Linked DNA regions of Macaca mulatta: region 2 is linked to region 1. Evidence: chromatin contacts called from public Hi-C data. All regions are on one chromosome and are shown on one strand. Each heading gives the region's core, a stretch centred on a gene start, on an enhancer-like site or on the middle of the called end of the contact. The rest is flanking DNA. Distances are from core to core; before and after follow the strand shown.

Region 1 (2,898 bases), core at 388-2,887:
GTTTAGGGTAAGAGGTTCCTGTTACCAAGAAAATCGTGTCCGAAAGTGCGAAAATCTCACAATCTGCAAGAAAATGTATGCCCCTCAGGTGGCTTTCATTTTCAGGCGGAAAAACAAACTCGGTGTCACCTCAACAACGGGACCACACAAACCTCGCCATTACAAAACCCAAGTGCCAAAGGTGCAGAATGTGAAGCCGGAAGCACTGCGAGGCCAGGATCGAGTTCCCAGGAGGAAAAAATCAAACTCAGGAGTGCAGCGCGGGCCCCTCCACGGCCCGGGGGACAGGCAACCCGCGCTAGGCCCTTCCGGTCCGAGCCGCTGCCGTCGCGGGGAGGTCGGGCGACGGGTCGAGCTTCCACCCGAGCCCGGGGATTCGCGGCCTACCCTCACCGGCGCCCTCTTGCCGGGCCAGGCACCGGCAGCTCCTCCGACTATGCCCCTTGGCTAGCAGCGGGGCCCGGACGAACCGCGAGGAGCCCGCCAGGACTGCCGAGCCCCGGGCTGGCCGGGTCGGTGCGGACACGGGTAGGGACCGTGGCCGCCCCTCCCCCACCGGCCCGGCCCAACCGCCGCCGCGACGCGAGCAGCGGCGCCAACGCCGGGCCCAACCGCGGGCCTGCAGCGGCCCCAGCCAGGCAGCTCGAAGTGGCGGCGCGGGCCTGCTCCCGACACCGACCGCGCGAAGCCACCGCGGGCCCGTTACTCCTCGCGCCGGCCCGCGCCGCCACCCGTCAGGACGCACCGCCCTCGGCTGGGGCTGAGGCGGCCGACAGCAGCAGGGGGCCGCGGAGCTGATACTTACTCAGGGGTCGGGTGCTCCGGGTCGTAGAAATCCCCCATCTTCGGAGGCGGCTGCGGCTGCAGCTGCTTCATCGGGAGCGGCTGGAGGCGGCGACGAGAGCCCCCTCCCCGCGGCAGGGCGACGCGGGGGAGGGGAGGGGAGGAGGCCGCAGGTCCGACCGCGGCGGCGGCGGCGGCGGCAGGGGCAGCCCGCGTCGCTACCTCGCTCGTCGCTCCCTCCCTCCCTCGGACGCCCGCCAGCCGCTCTCTCCCTCTCACCCTCACACCGGGAGCGACGCACACCCCACCCGCCCCTCAGCTTCGCAGGCCCGGCCCCTTAAAGAGACACACACGGGCCCCCAATACGCCGCCAGTCGGCGTGCCTGCAGCTGCTGGCTTGACCCCAGGCCGGGACGGGCGGAGCGAAACACTGCCCGGCGGGCCCAGGCCGACAGTGCCTGTGGCTCTCCGGAACAATAAACCCCCGGCTCCGGTGATGTGGGCCAGACCGGACCTAGAGAGGCGGCACCGCGACCCCTCACTCAACCCGCCTGGCGGCCGGGAGCAGCGTGACCCGGCCCGCTACCGTGTTACAGCTGGCGACTGACAAACAGCAGGCGACGTCGGGAGAACTCCCCGAGACGGCCGAGACATCAGCCTTCTTGCTCCACGGCCCTGTAGGACCTGCCCGCCGGGAGCCCCGGAGTCCGCGGCAGCGCCGAGGGCCCCTCCCCCAGGTCTCTGGGCTCTGAGGTAAAGCGGCCGCGGCTGCTCCCGGCCACTCGTCCCACTCGCCCCTCTCTCTCCCCCTAGCCTCTTCATCTCGACCCCTTAGCAAGCATGGAAGCGCAGCGAGGCGGGGGATTGCTCGGAGGCCGAGCTTCCGGCAGCCTCCTCCGCCCTCCTGGCCGCTGTGCCCTCGGGGCTCCTACCTCCACCTCGGCGCGGCGTTCTGCCCGCACCCGAAGTCTCTAAGGCGGCAGCTCGGGTCTCTTGTTTGGTTCTTGGGGCCTTAGAGGCAGTGTCATGAAAAAGGTGTATTAATCACTTTCCTCCAGAAATGATAAGATGAGATTAAGTAGAATAACTTGAAAGAGTTACGAGTTGTTATTTTTGGAAGGAGGGATAGGAACGCGTAAATCCAATATCTAAACTTTCTAGACGCTGAAGAGTTTTTTGTGATAGATCATTTTGACATTGGGGGTTCATAGGGTTAGCTTTTTTTGTGGTGGTGTTGCTGTTGTTTTTCCACTAGAATTTTGAATCGGATTTTACCAGCAATTGGTTAAGGAAAGGAAAGGATGTCTCTTCCAGTTAAGAAACAGTGGTTAAAAACTGAAATGTGGGCCAGGCGCGGTGGTTCACGCCTGTAATCCCAGCACTTTGGGAGGCTGAGGCGGGCGGATCACCTGAGGTCAGGAGTTCGAGACCAGACTGGCCAACATGGCGAAACCCCATTTGTACTAAAAATACAAAAATTAGCTGGGCGTAGTGGCGCACGCCTGTAATCCCAGCTACTCGGGAGGCTGAGATAGGAGACTCGCTTGAACCCAGGAGGCGAAAGTTGCAGTGAGCCAAGATTGTGCCACTGTACTCCAGCCTGGCGACAGAGCAAGCGGAGGTTGTAGTGAGCCCAGATCACGCCACTGCACTCTAGCCTGCGCGATATAGCGAGACTCCATCTCAAAAAAAGAAAACAACAACAAAAATCTTAAATGTGATATGAGAGAATAAACATCCTTCAGTGGCTAACTTTTTAAAATAGCCTTTGTATGTATGTAGGCTAGTGTCTTTTAGTGTTTTATAATCATTGTTTTTCACTTAGGAATTATTTTGGCTTTTTTTTTTTTTCCTGGTACCTTTAGGGTTAGCATGGAGGTCCAGGGTCCATCTGACTCCCTAGGTTCAAATCTCCCAAGGCCATTTCTTTACACACCATTATTGTTACTAATTTCCCTGTGGTTTTTCTCATTTTTAAATGAGAATATTGCTGCCAACTGGCCTTCTCACTATTGTGAGGATTAAATAAGCTGTTTGTTAAAGCTTTAAACTTTCAGTACACGTCAGCGTTCTTTAGCCATGATAGTGCAGAGGTTAAGAGCTAGCTCTACCTGG
Region 2 (3,263 bases), core at 397-2,896, 120 kb after region 1:
GACCCCACGCCATCTTGCACTTACTGAAATACTGCTTGTTACCATTCTTATGTCGCTTCATTTGAGTGGGTTTCAGTTCCCAAATTAAATTACAAGCTGCTTGAAGGCAAGGATTGTGCTTTTTATCTCTTTGGAATCCCCTCACAATGTCCAGGGCAGAGCCCAGGCCAGAGTAGGTGTTCAGGAAATGGCGGTGGGTGGTGATGGTAATGGCTGGAAGTCAGAGGGCAGCTGAATCTTCATATGTGGATCTATCTTCAATCACTACTGAGAGAGTCCCAAGGGGCATATGATGTCACTCCCCTTCCATGACAACTCCAACCCAAGCCCACAGCCCTTCCAGGAGGACACTTGGTTTCCAGGTGCAAAAATCCACGTCCAGCACCTCACCTCACCCTTTTTTTTTTTTTTTTTTTTGAGACAGGGTCTCACTCTTTCACCTAGGCTGGAGTGCAGTGAAACAATCTCGGCTCACCATAGCCTCCACCTCCTGGGTTCAAGCGATCCTCCCACCTCAGTCCCCCAAGTAGCTAGGACTACAGGCGTGCACCACCACGCCCGAATAATTTTTGTATTTTTCCTAGAGACAGGGTTTCGCCGTGTTGCCCAGGCTGGTCTTGAACTCCTGAGCTCAAGCAAGCCGCTCACTTCAGCCTCCCAAAGTGTTAGGATTACAGGCGTAAGCCACGGCGCCCGGACCCCTCCCTTTTTCCCTCAGGACTTTGTGGGGAATGTCTCTCCTTGGGGAACCACCCTTTGATATTTCTGGTATAACAAAGCAAGTCTCTGAATGGTCACCAAGAGACTTCTGTGTTAAGACGCTCGAGGTTTCCTCATTTGTCTTTAGTGGGAATTAACAGAATTGTCAACAAGCACCCATGAAGACTCGACAAGAGGAAAGGGAGCGTTTGGTGGTTGGGGTGGTAGGCACCAGGTGGGTCCCTGTCTTCCAGTGCTCCTGTCTAGACGAGGGGCTGTCATGGGGGAACCCTCATAGCTACCCGAAGCGGCAGCAGCAACACCCGAATCCAAAACACTGGTCCAACTGCACCTGGCCTTGGCTGAACAAGACTAGGACGCAGGCAAAACTAGCCTTTCTCCTTTTTCTCACCCAATGTGCCGGACCCCCGCGTGGAGCCTGGGCGGCAGTGGGCTTTGAACCCATTCCGGTCCCTCTCTGGAGAGGTTTCCTCATCTGTAACGCGAAGGGCCGCGACTGGTGATCCCAAAGCCCCCTCTAGTACGAAAATCGACTAGTGCAGAAGAGTCCAGACGACCTCTGGCTCCCTGCCTCACGGCCTCTGTGTCCTGGGCGCGACCCCTTTATGGGACCAATGAACATTAGTTCCGAAGACCGTAAGCCGAGGCCAGGCTGAAAGGACTCTCGTGATGTCGCGCCCACCTTCGCCTGGGTTTCAGAGATGAGCGATCCAGCTGGGAACCCCCAGATAGAGCGGTGTTTGGACCCCAGCCACTATCAGCAGTCCAGGCGCACACCCTTCTCCCGTCTCTCCACTCCCACCGGCGCGCAGCCCCTGCTCACCGTTCACCAGGCAGCGACGCTCCCGGGACGCGACGGCCACAACCGAAGCCACCTGCACTCCCCACGCGGGGCTGTCTAGCAGTGTACACAGTCGCCATGGCAACGGGTCGCTTCCGGGGATTCCGGAAGTGTCGGGGTGGCGGAAATGAAGTCCGAGGTCCTACGTCGAGGATACGGGTGAGGTCATGGCCGAATCGGGAAGACGAGAGATGGGGCCGATTGATCTAGAAAGACTTCGGCCGATGCATGCGCGAAGCCAAGTTCGAGGTAGCGAGACAACGAAGGCCTCACGTGAACCAGGAAGCGGGGCGGCGGGGCTTCCGGCGCCGAGGAGTTTCAACTACGGCGGCCGCAGAGGCCCGTCTAATTGCTGCTCCGCGCTCCGAGCCGCTGTCGGCGTGCTAGATCGCCCCGCCCTGGTTAGTGTCTAGCCGGCCGGCGAGGCCTGCGCAGTTGCGGCGGCCGGGGAAGATGGTGGAGGACGGCGCGGAGGAGCTGGAGGATCTGGTGCACTTCTCGGTGTCCGAGTTGCCTAGTCGCGGCTACGGCGTCATGGAGGAGATACGGCGGCAGGGCAAGCTGTGCGACGTGACCCTCAAGGTATCGCGGACTGGGCGGCAGCGAGCTGAGGGGAAAGGGGTCGAGCGGGGAGTAAAAAGGGGCGGGGGGTCAGAGAAAGAGAGGTCGAGCGGGGAGAGGGTTGGGGAGAAGAGGTTTGAGGGTTGCCGAGTAGTGGGGAGAGAGGTGCCGAGCAGAAGGGGATCGGGGCCGAGTCGGGGAGAGGAAGAGGACAACCTTTCAGCCCCTGAAGGGAAAGGTTGAGAGGTGCGCCGCTTAGGCCCTTGAAGTGGGAGATATTGGGGTGACAGCCTCCCTTTTCTGTCATACAGACGAGAGAAAATGGACTTACCTTCTATGGAGGCAGGGGCGGTGGCCGGCCCTACATGCTGATGGGCACCACTGAATTCAGCACCCTCTCTTGTCACTACAGATATTTCTTTGTGCCTGTCGAACTTGGCTGTGCTGTTGTAGAGAAGGCTTCTCCTTGGGAGTCATTGCCTGCCCTTAATTGTTGAATCACTACTTTGTCTCTTAAGAGCTTTTAAAATCTGATCTGGAAATTTTTTGAGGTGGGAAGCCACCCTGCCCCACACTGGAAGGCATCACCACCACCACCACAAGCTTCCCGGGGCTGGGCCTACTGGCCGCCTGGGGAGAGGGATGCTGACTGACATTAAAAGGGAAAGATATCTTAACCACCTGTTCCCCACCAGCATTCTGGTCGCAAGAGCCAGCCTCCCTCCTGTGCCTGGGTCTTTTCATGTGGAAGGGGCATGCTGTGCTGCTCCCTGGCCAAGCCACCGAACCATGTGGAGACGTCCGGCCCGGGAGATGATGAGTGGGGCTCCCTGTTGGGCTTTGACCGGAAAGTTCTCAGCATCTGTGGGTGATCCCTGTTTAAAAAAAAAAAGGGCAGACATGGTGGCTCACACCTGTAATCTCAGCACTTTGAGAGGCGAGAGGATCACTTGAGTGGGGGAGTTGGAGACCAGCCTGGGCTATGTAGGGAGACCCTGTCTCTCCAAATAATAAAAAATTGGCTGGGCATGGTGGCCTGTGCCCGTAGTCCCAGCTACTCGGGAGGGTGAGGTGGGAGGATCGCTTGACCCTAGGAGGTCAAGCCTGCAGTGAGTTGTAATCGCACCACTGCACTCCAGCC

The links. Hi-C and Micro-C count contacts between places; a contact is called where the count stands out from the background.
Region 2: a Hi-C map of fetal cortex germinal zone shows a contact between it and region 1, with 1.7 times the contacts expected there. The contact joins the promoter of KIF9 here to the promoter of SETD2 in region 1. A contact is called at or near these places in 2 of 14 Hi-C or Micro-C datasets (blood and fetal cortex germinal zone).

The regions. Positions count from the first base shown.
Region 1 is chr2:110,510,117-110,513,014 of T2T-MMU8v2.0, forward strand. It overlaps SETD2 (SET domain containing 2, histone lysine methyltransferase), which reads right to left and starts at 1,638. Exons shown (of 18, transcript XM_028844063.2): 1 at 806-1,638. The coding sequence starts at 876. LOC144339139 (a long non-coding RNA gene) reads left to right here and starts at 1,145. Exons shown (of 2, transcript XR_013413860.1): 1 at 1,145-1,536.
Region 2 is chr2:110,630,811-110,634,073 of T2T-MMU8v2.0, forward strand. It overlaps KIF9 (kinesin family member 9), which reads right to left and starts at 1,647. Exons shown (of 22, transcript XM_077992470.1): 1 at 1,544-1,647. It overlaps KLHL18 (kelch like family member 18), which reads left to right and starts at 1,993. Exons shown (of 11, transcript XM_077992518.1): 1 at 1,993-2,143. LOC144339144 (a long non-coding RNA gene) reads right to left here. Exons shown (of 3, transcript XR_013413866.1): 3 at 1,995-3,158.